Linked DNA regions of Sus scrofa: region 1 is linked to region 2. A link is a contact called in public Hi-C data. All regions are on one chromosome and are shown on one strand. Each heading gives the region's core, a stretch centred on a gene start, on an enhancer-like site or on the middle of the called end of the contact. The rest is flanking DNA. Distances are from core to core; before and after follow the strand shown.

The links. Hi-C and Micro-C count contacts between places; a contact is called where the count stands out from the background.
Region 1: a Hi-C map of skeletal muscle shows a contact between it and region 2, with 4 times the contacts expected there. The contact joins two enhancer-like sites. A contact is called at or near these places in 5 of 47 Hi-C or Micro-C datasets (embryonic fibroblasts, skeletal muscle and subcutaneous adipose tissue).

The regions. Positions count from the first base shown.
Region 1 is chr8:86,071,501-86,078,183 of Sscrofa11.1, reverse strand. It overlaps LOC106504720 (a long non-coding RNA gene), which reads left to right. Exons shown (of 4, transcript XR_001298412.2): 2 at 5,555-5,635; 3 at 6,561-6,665. Among named protein-coding and RNA genes, the nearest start is that of RNF150, 13 kb to the left of the region's middle. Within about 2 kb of position 4,718, at least 14 of the 83 cell types and tissues checked have an H3K27ac peak or open chromatin away from gene starts, as enhancers often do. A contact at or near this core is called in skeletal muscle, where this site is marked.
Region 2 is chr8:85,428,952-85,435,965 of Sscrofa11.1, reverse strand. INPP4B (type II inositol 3,4-bisphosphate 4-phosphatase) reads right to left here. Exons shown (of 30, transcript XM_021100673.1): 19 at 541-713. Among named protein-coding and RNA genes, the nearest start is that of IL15, 250 kb to the left of the region's middle. Within about 2 kb of position 4,910, at least 17 of the 83 cell types and tissues checked have an H3K27ac peak or open chromatin away from gene starts, as enhancers often do. A contact at or near this core is called in skeletal muscle, where this site is marked.

The sequences.
Region 1 (6,683 bases), core at 3,469-5,968, 640 kb before region 2:
AAGTTGGGATAGAGACAAAGATCCAGATGGATGGAGGCAATCTAATTGATAAAAGCTCTTTGGAGAATTTGACTGTAATTTTTATGATAAGTAATGCTGTTTCACCGACAAACCAACCCGAAAGTCTCAGTAGCCTAAATCGGCAAAAGTTTATTTCTTGCTCATTTGACGTTCGATAAGGACATTCCTGCTTGGCAGGCAGCCTTCCATATGGCCATTCAATGACTTTTCATAATGTGGCTCCATCATCCCCTGGGCTTTAAAGTATTATTCTGAGGTTTCTGTGTCTGGCCTGCAGATTAGGAAGAGTGAGTGTTAAAAATTACGTAGAACATTTCTATGCACCTGTGCTGGACAGAAGTTCAAATCACATTCCATCACCTCGAACTCAGTAACAGGGCCTCATCAGACATTAAGAAAGATTGGGAAAGGGGGCAATTTAACTCTGTGTCCACAAAGTAGAGAAAAGGGATTTTGATGAAAATCTGGCTGTCTTGTTTGGAGTGGAGAAGCAATGAGATCCTGCTGTAGAGCACAGGGAACTTTATCTAATCACTTGTGAGGAAACATGATGGAGGATAATGTGAGAAAAAGAATGTGTATATATATGTATGGCCGTCACTTTGCTATACAGCAGAAATTGACAGAACATTGTAAACAAGTATAATTAAAAAACACAAACAAACAAACAAACAAAAGTCCCAAGCCATCTTGGCCGAAGTAATTAGACTGGGGCCAGCTATTATTTCCTCCTTGAATGAAACTGCCCCTGCAGGGGGCAACTGGCCTCCCTAAGCTTTTGCACAGTTGAGAGGGAGGCTCGTGTAATCCTGTTCATCACAGTGGAGCCACTCCTTTGCCCCAAAGCCCCCAGGGGCACTCCATCCCATTTAGGGTAAACAGCAAAGCTTTGAGAAGAGTCCATGTAGCCCTTCAGGACTGGGTCCCCCCTCAACATCTTGCATCCCTGTCCTCAGTGTCCCTTTACCATCATCTTTGGTCCCTTTACTCCAGCCATACCCGTCTCCCTGCTGTTCCAAGACAGCTCACATGTGCTCTCGCTGCAGGGCTTCAGCACTGGCTGTTCCCCCTGGAAAGCTGCTCTTCAGGGTACCCACATGGCTCATCCCTTCGCCTCCTTCCAACCTCGTTCAAATCTTTGCTCCTCTGATCATTCTCAAAACGGACACTCCTCCTCTTACCACTTCCTTTCCTATTCTTTGCCCCCAACTTATTTCCTTTTAACCTAGTATCTAGTTGACTTGTGTTTCTTGTTTTTTTGGTCCTTTCTCTCCCTTACAAGAATGTAAATTCCTAGGGGGCAAGGATTTTCATCTGCGCTCTCTACTGCTCTAGCTCCATTTCCCCCCCATCCCCACCGTTAGGTCCTGGTATATGGTATATACGCAATAAACAATTCTGGGATGAATGAACGAATCAATTATTTTCAATTAAATTTTTGTACTATTTGACTAGGAAATAAGTTTTGTTTATAAATAGTTGTATAGGAATTGTACGAATAAACCTAGTTTTGTGTTTGAACCTATTTAAGTAATATTATGAAAGTTATTTAAGTCAACACTGGGAGCTAAAGAAATGTTTTCCTTTAAAAGAGATTTGTATTATTATTACACTTTACACTTTGAAATACATTGTTCTGGCCAGGGTGGTAATAATCTAGAGGAATCAGAAAATTGCAAGAATATTAGAGTTAGGAGGAACTTAAGTATCATCTATTCTAACATTTTACCTTAAAATAGAATAGAACAATTCTGGCGTTATGGCAGGGATTTTTTTTGTTTGGTTGGTTTTTTTTTTTTTTTTAAATTCTTCTGTGATTCCTTGTTTGCCAAGTTGCCTGGATTTTATGGGTAAGGAAATGATGTTCTTAATCTTTATAACATTTGTATTTACAAACAATTTGAAATTCCTCCAGGAAGGAAATGTGTTCCTATGATAAAATAAAATTCTTCATGGAAAATGACTTTAGTACACCAGCTTTAAATTTCATTTAGAAATGAAAAGCTGTTCTGATGGATTCCACAGGGAGATATTATTGGCAAATACTGAATTCTTGGAAAAATTCAAGATGTTAAGTCTGCCTTGTGTTCGTTTACAAACCTTTCATTTATGACTAAAGAATATATGTAGTTTAGTAAAAGTGATAAAATTGTAACTTCCTCTAACGATGGGTTTTAAGCAATCTGTTAAACCCTCTCAAGCGATTTGGGAACAGTTGCTATGAATCATTCGACATACATGAAAGTTTGAGCTATGAAGTTTTATTAGGGAATTAGATTATGCCACAAGGATTCTCCAGTGGGTAAGAGAATGCCAGGATGACATTCACATAGGAATTCAGTAATATTGCCTGAGTCCCTGGAGGGTGGATTAAATAAACACCTACTGTGGAATTTTGTCCAGTCATATGAAAAGAAAATGTGAGAATTCCTTTTCAAAGGTATGGGTTTTGAGATGAATGTAGCTAAATACCAGTGCTGGGAAGGACTATTCTAACCTCTTGAAAAATGAGTGTGGACTATCTGAATATTATTTCAGCCTGTGACATGATACTATCACTTTAATATAACACATTGCAGAAAATCTACTTGATAGTTTGTAATAAACTTCATGGGAAAAAAGAATGGATATATTTATATACGTGACCGATTCACTTTGCTGTACACCTGAAATGAACACAACATTATGAGTCAATTATACTCCTAGAAGTTAAATAAATAAATTGGATACCTACAGCCAAAAAAACCCCACCCACACTGTAAATTACAAAGTGCTATCTTTTTATTTCTTTTTTATTATAGTATATGTTATTTATAGATTATGTATTTTATTAATTATGTCACATACTGTTTATATATTATATAATATATATTTATTTGTATTTATCATAATTGTGTTATTTATCTATATTAAAAATGGTGAAGTTCACCCACAGGAAGCCCTGCCCTTGATTTCACTAAAATGGATAATGGGTCTTACTATGAATCATTGAATAAGATCTTCTCAACCCTTTTGTTTACTTTATCCTCATTCTAAGGACCAACTTTTCATGTTATCCTGCCCCAGAAGATGTTTGAGATATACTAACCACCTCTGGGAGATAAAAAGGGAAAATTGGACCTATTTTTTTGTGATTAGGATAAACTTCATTTCGAGGTACACATATGTGTAATATCTTGTGATGAGAAGAATGTTGAATCAGCCTATGAAAGCGATTCTAGGTAGTGTCTTTGCATAACCAAAAGCTTGTCCTCAGGAGTCATTTACAACTTCTTAATTACACACTTTGCTTGCAGTACACATAATTATGTGCTTCTTTCCCTGCCTCAAGCGAGAAAGGTTTTTAATTCTTACAAGTGCTGGAGGTTTACAGTCATTAAAGATGTCAGAGTCCTTTTTGGAGAAGTTGGTAGAAAGGGGAAGTTAATACATTGCAATGGGCTGAGTTATAGCCCCCTCAAATTCAGATATTGGAGTTCTAACCCCCAGTACCTAGGAAGGTGACTATTTGGAAAAAGGCTCTTTAAAGAGGTAGGTAACATTTAGAATGGATGGGCAATGAGATCCTACCGTACAGCACGGGGAACTGGGTCTAGTCTTGGGATAGGCCAGGACGGGGGATGATATGAGGGAAAGAATGTGTATATTCATATAACTGGGTCACTTGGCTGTGCAGCAGAAATTGGCACAACATTGTAAATTAACTATATTTTGATTTAAAAAAAAGGTACCAAAAAGGGGTAACTAAGTTAAAATGAGGTCTTTAGATTGAGCCCTAAGCCAATTGGACTGGTGTCCTTCTAAGAAGAGGATGTTTGGCCATGGGCATGGAGGGAAGACCACGGGGAGACACAGGGTGAGGACAGCTGTCTATAAGCCAAAGAGAGAGTCCTCAGAAGAAACCAGCCTTGCTGACCCCTTAACTTTGAACTTCTAGCTCCCAGAACTGTGAGAAGATAAACTTCTGTTGTTGAAAGCCATCCAGTCTCTGTTTTGGGAGCTCTGACAAACTAATATATCCAGCAAGGAAATATTGTAAAAAAAAAAAAAAAAAAAAAATCTTCATTGAGCCCTGACCTATTGCAATAGAAGATGGTGGACAGGTGATTGACAGCCTATTAAGACCAGTCTGGAAGATGCAGGGTCTCCCTTACCTATTTTTCAATTGGTTTCCCAACTGGACGGTGGTGTTGCTTACAGCAGAGATGGTGTCTAACGTGTCTTCAACCCACCTGCTCTTTGCACACAGTAGGTGCTCATCCATGCCTTTTGAACAGATCAGGCATGAATGGGGGGAGCAGTGGCACCAAGCACTCACAGTGGCTTCATGCGTGGGGAAGCGTGCAGGCTCTGGAGTGAGGTCGTCCCAGGTTGACACCCAGATCAGCCACTTACTGGTCACCTGGCCCTGGGCAGGTTTCCTCATGTCTCTGTGCCTCTGTTTCCCCAGAAGGAAAACAGAGATCATTATCATACCTATCTCCTCAATGTGCTGTGATGGTTAAATGCAAAAATTGTGACTAAATTATTCAAGCACCGCAAAAGCACTTAGAACGGTTCCAGGCACATAAAAGGCACTTATTCAGTCTTTGGCTATTACATGAGTCATTTCAAGAATGTCCAGCAAGTACATGACAAGGGAAGGTCTGTCCTGACTGTTGACATGGAGCAGGACTCTGTTTCCGGGTGATAGTGCTATCAGCTCTCTGGCCCCACTCCAGCTTCTCCCCGCACAAGTAACCAGATCCTCCCCACTCGGGGAGAGGAAGTGGCTTTTATAAAGCAAAAGAGGAACTTCGCAGCCTGCATATTAAAGAGCCAGGTCACTGTCCTCAGCCGGTCTGTGGAGCTCGGCACTGTTGTGTTAGCAGGGTCGCTAAGGCAGGCGGTTCTTGGCAATCATTGGGCAGTGGACTATGTTTAGGTCTGAAGGCTAAATGTTGGGGGGTGGATAGGGTGGAGGAGTCAGAGAACGCCCATACTCACAAGGAAGCGGAGGCTGACATCTCTGCCTTGCTTGACTTCTCTGCAATCCTGGTGTGAGACTAGAGAGTGGCATAGGCCCACATGCAGCAGAAAACTTAGCAGTGGTACCTAAACTCAGACCCTAGTCTTGAGTGCCAAGGGGACCCAAACGAACCGATCAGTTTAATCTGGGGAGAGCTCGTGTGAGAAGGTGAGTTCTCCATGAGGTTTGATGGATGAGAGGGTATAAGTTGGTAGAGAGCAGGAAAAGAGGGAAACCCTTACCCAGTGAGAATCGAGGTTTCAGACTCACGTTTCCATCTAATTCTCTCAATGAGCCTATATGTGGGTAGAAGTAACAGCCTCTATGCCTGGTACATCGTGGCAGGAAATAGGAACTGCGCGCCTTTTCACAAAAGCAAAGGCTGGGCGATGTCATCCTCATCCAACAGATATTTTACTAGTATCTTCTCCTTCATAAAATTTCCCCTTTTGTCTGTTGCTCCACTAGTAAGAAAACGATGGGATAGATTAGGTTTAACTATAACTCTCTGAGTATGTTTTGTAGATGATTCAAAGAAAGGAATCCACCAAGTCCAGACATTTTGAAGCCTAGAGACCTTGAGAGTGGCAACACCTTATGGGATGTGTAACACTTCAGCTGCACGTAACAGAGTTCTCAACTAAAAATGGCTTAAAAAACAATGTGCTTCATATCTCACGTTACAAGAAGTCCAACGGTAGATAGTTCTGAGGTTGGCAAAGCCAAAGTTTAACTCTGATCTCAAGCTCTCAGATGCTTTCTACCTGTCTGCTGTGCCACCTTCAGGGTGTCATCAATGTCTCCTCTCACAGTCACAGACAGCTGCAGAAACTCCAGGTGTCACATGCAAATGCAAGAACAGCGCCTCCAAAAGGGGTGGGGAGGTTGCTTCCCATAAATCTTTTATTTTGTTTTATTTTTTTGGTCTTTTTGCCTTTTGTAGGGCCGCTCCCATGGCATATGGAGGTTCCCAGGCTAGGGGTCTAATGGGAACTGTAGCCACCGGCCTACACCACAGCCATAGCAACGCGGGATCCAAGCCGCGTCTGCAACCTACACCACAGCTCACGGCAACGCCGGATCCTCAACCCACAGAGCAAGGCCAGGGATCGAACCCACAACTTCATGGTTCCTAGTTGGATTCGTTAACCACTGAGCCATGACAGGAACTCCTCTTTTAATTTTTTTTTAATTTTTAATTTTTAAATTTTTTTTAGGGGAAAAGGGAGAAATTCTTAGTTATTATAGGACATTTTTTCTTTATCATTACATTTCAAAATAGCTATGTTGAGATGATACAAAATATAATTGAAGTGGCAACAAAAATCAAATTATTATGTGGAAGAAAATCTTAGTTTTCTGCAAAGTAGAGAAACTTTAAGAGAATGAAACCTAAGCGTATTGCATTGTGATTTTTTTTTTCTCATACACAATTCATTTGGCTTCACCTCATTCTGTTATCACTTTGTGATTTTTTTGATTTGGCTTTTTTTTTAACTTCTTTAAATAACAAGAAAATTCTTTCCAGCAGCTGTAGCTCTGATTCAGCCTGGGAACCTCCATATGCTGCTGGTATGGCCCTAAAAAGAAAAACAAACAAACAAAAAAACAATGCTGTGAGAAGACCAAGGATCAGGTAAGTCAAAAGTAGTCA
Region 2 (7,014 bases), core at 3,661-6,160:
CTGATGGGAGCCAATCTGGGTGTCATGGGTGAAGGTTTGTGTGTAGGCAAAGAAGGTGGTCCTATCAAACCTCCCCATCAAACATACAGCCTGACAAACTTATTTTATAAACAACAATGACAACAAAATATTAGTATGAGGCCCCGTCCTGGGACTCATGAGGGAGTTTTATAAATAAGAGCTGCCAACGGATCTCTAGCTGCCATCTGCAATGCAAAATAGCCACCCTTTTCCTTCACTCTGAATGGTGCAGACTCTGGGGTGAAATAGATGGTAGGAAGGGAATCTTTCTCTTCATAGGCTCTCTGCCCTGTGAAACAGAATGGACATTTCAGAGACTTGGCCACCTCTTTGCAGAAAGAAACACGATCTCATCCACTCAGCTCATATTTATGAAGAATAAGAAAAACTGGGTACCGGAACTCTAAAGAAAGGATCCCTTTACAAAGAAAAGTACCACAAGAAGACCTCTGTCCTCAGCGAGGGTACCATCTGACCACCCATCACTGCGCTGGGCTCAGGAGGATGAGGGGCACCTACTGCTTGGCTGAAGACGACGTCTCTTCTCAGCGTCAGCATCAAGCACTGGGGCAGGCTGTAGGCAAGTTCCTGAAGGAGCACGAACGTCAGGGACTGCTTGGCTCGATGCACCACTTCTCCCATGCAGTCCTTCAGGGTGAGGATCAGGGGATACAACTGCTCATACCAGTCCTCTGCGGGGGGCAGCGGGGGCAGACAACAGTGGGAGAGACGAAGGAAGGTCTTAGAAGCCAGAAACCCATTTTGTTTTTCAAGTTCTACACATGATTAAGAGGCAAGGGCATTCCCTGGAGGCCTAGCCATTACGGATACAGTATTGTCACTGCTGTGGCTCAGGTTCGATCCCTGGCCCAAGAATTCCCACATGCTGCAAGCATGGCCAAAAGAAAAAAAAAAAAAAAAAGATTAGATTTAAGGATCTCTGGTTCAAGGAGTTGCCACTGTGGCTCAGTGGGTTAAGTACCCAATGTTATTTCTGTGAGGATGCAGGTTCTATTCCTGGCCTTACTCAGTGGGTTAAGGATCTGGTTGCCACAACCTGCAGCACAGGTCGCAGACACAGGTTGGATCTGCATTAGGCTGTGGTGTTAGGCTGTCAGCTGCAGCTCCAATTTGACCTCTAGCCTGGGAACTCCCATATGCTGCAGGTGAGGCTGTAAAAATAAAAACAAAGGTCTTGATTCAAATCTCTTCTCTGAACTCCAGGTGTCTATAACCAGCCATCCAATGGATCTCTCCACTTGGGTGTATTCAACTAATTTATAGCAGAATAATTGTCTTCTCTAATCTGTGCCTTGACTGTAACTTAGTAGATGGTGTCACTAAACTCTTCCCCTGCTGGAAACAAGTTTTCCTGGGCTTCTACAGGGTTCACCTTTACTAGGTCATTAAATTAGTTCTACTGCCCTGGTAATCCATCAAATACTCATCTTCCCCTTGCACTCTCCCATCATCATTTATCCATCTCCCTTGGACCATAACTTTTCTTCTGCTCCATAACTTCCTCCAGTGGAATCCTACTCAAATCCTCTCTCAGCAGAGTTGCTAGAGGAAGTGCCCTAATCAGAGGGAATCCCATCACTCACTTCTTCGCTTCTACTTAAACCACTGTAAAGACACCAAAGTATTCAGAACAAAGTCCAAAAGCAGGACAGATCCTTCATTACTGAACTCTGCCTGCATGTCCTGTCCAGTCGCATCTCTCAGAACGATGTCACTTGTAGCCTGAATCCCAGGTGCGCTGAATAGCATGAACTTCCCTCAACCTTTTCTGCTCTGTCATCCTAGTGTCTTTGCACACCCCACCTCCCATCCTGGCGCACCCTTCCCTGCATGTTCCTCTTCCTGACAAATACTTTATCTTCTCTGCAGACTCAATTCAGGATTTCATCTTTGTGCACCCTCCCCAGGCCTGTATATTTAAGTTTGGTTGAATTCATTTTCTTCTGTGCTCATAGCTCCTTGCCCTTACTGTTCTAGAACTATCCACACCCTGTTCTGTAAGAAAGGGAGCTCACTGAGGGCAAGGAATTTGTTTTAATCACTGAATCTCTGGAACCTAGCCTAGTATCTTACATATAACAGATATTCTATCAGTTTTTCATTGAATAAGTAAATTTACAATAAATACAACAAAAGTCTTTTAAGATACAGACAAATATGAGAAAATCAGGTTGTTGACAGTATTTGGAATTCAAAAAGCTTTTCTTCACAGGATACAGAATTGAAACCATCTGTACTTTTTGTATGTCTAGATATTTAACATGTGTCAGTTATATAATTACGGCTTTGGCATGTGGTATAGAAACAAGTTATACTCTATTTCAGTTTATTAGGAAATCAAAGCCCTGATAAACGTCAAATACTATAAATTTCAGACTGTGTGATACTCCATGGCTATATAAAGAAATTAAGAGTAGTATGACAAATACAACTTAATAGAAATGACTGCATGCTGAAAAACTGATTATGAATCAAGATCGGAAATGATATAATCTTCTCAGCACAAACGTAGACGTTTCATCGTTAGTGACGTCAATGGTCAATAATCAGTTAAGACCTTAAAAGAGTTACAGGTAATGATGAAAAGAATCATAATCCCTACTGTACCGTATCCACGGTCACTTACATATTTTATGTTGTGGTGAAACAGATTAGATGCAATAAACCAAATTGGCTAAAAGGATAATCAGTGACCTCAACTTAATAAAAAGATGGGCACTTGTTAATACTCTATGTAAATGCTTCTGTGATGCCATAAGGCAAAATACTTTAGGCGCATTAGGAGTCATCATTTTAAAATATTGCAGAATTAAGTGTTATGATAGGAATAAAAACACTAGAGAAAGAGGAATTCAATGAAGGCCTCTTAAATCTCTAATCATTTAACAAGAGACTCTCTTGCGGGCAGCCTAGGATGAAATATGAATCGTGGTTCATTTGAAACAGGCATTGGGTAACCATCGATTCTCATATCATTAGTAGATGCAAAAGGAAAAACAGAGGTACATCAGACTCGCTTTTCAGAATAAGGGCACATGAACAGATACCAAGAAGGAATATTCAATATTCCTATTGTTTTCATATTTTCATTCTTGTATCCCCAGTTCTCTCCCACTCTCCTACTTATTGTTCTCAATATGAATGTGTAGATTCTCTCTCTCTCTCTCTCTCACACACACACACACACACACACACACACACACAGAAAACAAGTATCTCAATAAACTGACTCATATACAGATCTTAAAAGAAAACAGCCGGCAAACCTATTTGTACTTATGTCTGGAGAGAGGAGTGTCTAACTGAAGAATTCTCCAACATAAAATAAAGCTTTTATCCAGCAGGTGGCGTCGCTTTATCAGGCTGAAGTAGAACTACCAGTCACTTACTCTATTCAGGTAACAATATATACTCTTAAACATCTGCTTCGTTCCCAAACAGCAAGTATTTTTTTTTTTTTTTTAATGTGGGCATCCTGCATCCTACTTTCCTGTGTCACGTGGTTGATAACTTGGCCAAGACAGTGAAATGCTCTTTCTAGTTAGAAAATGGAAAGTTAATTTTTTTCCCCCCTTGGAAATTACTAAGTGACAGCTCAAGTTCAATTTTGCTGATGATTTTTCTTAAAGGCCTTTAAAAGAGGGATCTTCAATGATTTCTTTATTAGCGTAAGGATAATTTCTTTACTCACTTCTAAACCTATCTTCATACTTATTTAACTGTTGGATTCTTAATCAGAAATTTCAATGAGATAAAAAGAGACAGAGTGCCTGATTTCTAGTCCTACTAGAATAAAACTGAAGACCTGGAAAAATAAATACACTGGCATTCTAAACCTAGGAGTGTTGTCAGATATATGCCTGACACTAACAATCTTCTAGTGTCTCCATTGACTATAATTACATATATTTTATGGCTAAAATTTAATGAAAATGACTATATCAGAAAAAATTCATTATGAATGAGAAAATCACAAGTTGGTGAGCAAGGCAGAATGTCTTGAAGATAGGAATATGCTTCCTCTAAGGAAGCACACATGAGAAAGCTAAAAAATACATTTTTCTAGAAAAGAAGAAAACTGAAGTTCAGCAGAGAAAGGAAAACCTCATTGGCAAATGCAAAGCGTGATGGCTTCAGGTTTTGTTCCATGTTACTACGCACTCAGTGTGAATCCCAGGTTCTGAAATAGATACAATGGGGTGTGACAGGCCAAAGAAAGGCTGAAGTCGGTTCATAAACGGCCTTTGTGCACCAACGAGCATTTCATATCACTCTTACAAAGGAGCAGAGAATGCTCTCATTTCCTCTGTAAAAATATCTTTGGGAACAACCACCACAACAAAGCTGCAGCTCTGGATAGTCTTGAGACCCCTGTCACATCCTTTTCACCTTCCTGTCTCTGCATACTTCACAATTTGCATGGGGTTTATTTTGTCCTTATGGCAAAACCATTTTCTGGGAGGAATGAAGGCAGTGGTCATTCTGCATTTTCTGGTCAAAGTAAGAAATCCTGAAATGCACACATCCACTCTTCTGAGGTTTCCTCACATTTCAGCTGAGAATTTGTACACACACACACACACACACTCCTGATACACCCACACACGCAGCATAGCTAAGGGCTCCTCACGACACAGTCCCTGCGCCTACACCTCACCTCTCACAGCAGCTTACCTGCCCAGCAGGCACTTAAGTGCCCACCTCGTGGATCCTATCCCCTGGGCTGCTCTTAGTCAGGGAGGACACTGTGAAGAGAATGTTTTAGTGTCTCTATAAAAACTCGCTGAAACTCCTTAACCCCAAGACCAGCAAGCAGAATCTTTCCTCAGGAAAGCACACAAAGCGTGTGGCTTAGCTGAGCTTTTCCTGAGCTTTGTGAAGGGTCCTGGAAGCCATCCAAGCAGAGCCTGTTTTCCAGCCCTTTACCCGCTTCTGTAATGTATTCCAGTGAATTCACTGAAGGATTCAAAGAACGACTGCCGGGTGCCCCCCTCACCTCCTCCACACACCATCTATTTCCTGTACAGGATGTTCACGTCCTCCGCACTCAATGGCTCTTATGTTGCTCAGGAGAAAAATAAAAGAGCCAAATACCAACCAACTGTAGCAGGGCGGAAGGCTTCTTTCCAATTTCTGAGCCATTTTCTTCTCAGGTGCTTGGTCTCCTTTGCTCATTTAAAATAATTAACTTCACGGACGCTCGTAGACATTGTTAGTTTTGTTATCACAACTTTTCAGACACAGAAAAAATAAGAAGATGAAAAAGCTCCATGCTTGCCTGCCCATTCAACTTTATGCAAAAAGATAAGAGAAGAAATGAGACCAGCTCTTAGGATTCACCCAAGTGAAGAAGATGATGAACGGTGAAGCTAAGCAATGAGAATGGCCTTTAAGGAGGGTGATAAAATTTCCAAGGTTGTGAGAGGTAGAGAGATCAATCCCACAGCTGACAGGGTTTTGATCTGATGCCTACACCGCAAGGCACACAGAACTGGCAGTGGGTTCAAGGTTGGGGGCTGGGAGTGGGTATATCGTATCCCCGCCCACAGAGTCCTTGTTGGTTTTAAAGAGCCTATGTATTATCAACCTGCAGGTGGCTGCCTATGTGTCCTCTGTTTTTTGGGTACCATTTTACCATATGAACATTCGCACTTGGAGGGGTCAACTAATGATAAGGCTTCCTCTCCAGACATCTTCTAGCTTGACCCCTTTGTATATTACCAGCAACTCTGGTCATAGACCTTAGATACCTGGTCAAAGGAGGTCAATCTCCAAATATCAGCCATATTCCAGGGATACAGGACACAGAAATGAGGTTAATGCAGACAATGAATGTGTAATCAGGGAAAGTAAAGCAACCGCTGAGGCTGGCCTGCCTGGAATGACTCTGGTGGCCACTCAGAAGGTCCTCCTCAAGTCTTCCTAACTCCTTGCCCATCCTTATGATCTATCTCCTGGCTCTGGTCCAGGAATAAAAAAAAAAAAAAATCTGTATTTATCTTTCTTAACAAATGCTAACCTGTTTTCTGTCTTTTTATACCAATTTCCTCTTTTTTTCACTGTTGTCATGAGAAATACAGTCATCCTTCCATATCCACGGAGGATTGGTTGTAAATACCAAAATCCAGGGACTTCCAAGCCCCTTCTATAAAATGGCATAGTCCTATCATCCTCCCATACCTGCAGCTTCCATATCTGGAGGTTCAATCAACCACAGACACGGAACCTGCAGACACACAGGGCAACTGTATACTCATTCATTAGACAAAAGAATCTCTTAGATGTGCGGTCGTATGGGTGATGCTCATATAAAAACTCACGGCTCCTATCCTCAAGGAATTTAATGGATAGAAGAGAAAGTAAGAGCTTTAAAGTAATACTTATAATGTAAATGGGTATGATAAATGCTATAATAGAACACATTTAGAGGGGTTAAGAGTTTAGAGACAAGAGAATGCACCTCTGGAGAGAAGGTCCCATTCACTCCCTGTCGTGCCGTTCGCTGAACACCTGAAGGAAGCGCTATGCAGAGGGAGTTCTGGGAAGCCGCGTGGCCTGTTGGGAGTGAACACCATGGAGTGAGCCTCTGTAGGAACAGAGTCTGGGAGAGACGGCTTGATGATTCAAAGTGCCATAAAACAGAAGCCATAAACTAACTGGAGGAGGTCTGGAGGGAAGGGGCAAAGGGGCTGAGATGACTCAAGGCCTTGGAAAAAGTAGGAAGAAAGGGCAAGCAAATGTTGAACTGAAGCCCTGGGAAAAACCACTGGGACAGCAGGTAGGCAGTCACCATAGTAGGCATAGGGAATGGGGTAAGCAGGGATGCGGTGGGACAAGAAAGTGCAGCGTATGGGTGAGCAGAGAGCCGAAAGCTAAGAAGCAAGGACAAGTCTAGAAAAAAGGGGTATCAGGTTGCAAGGTTATGGTAACCATGGGAGAGAGGTCATATAGGAACGCTGTACCTTCCTTTGC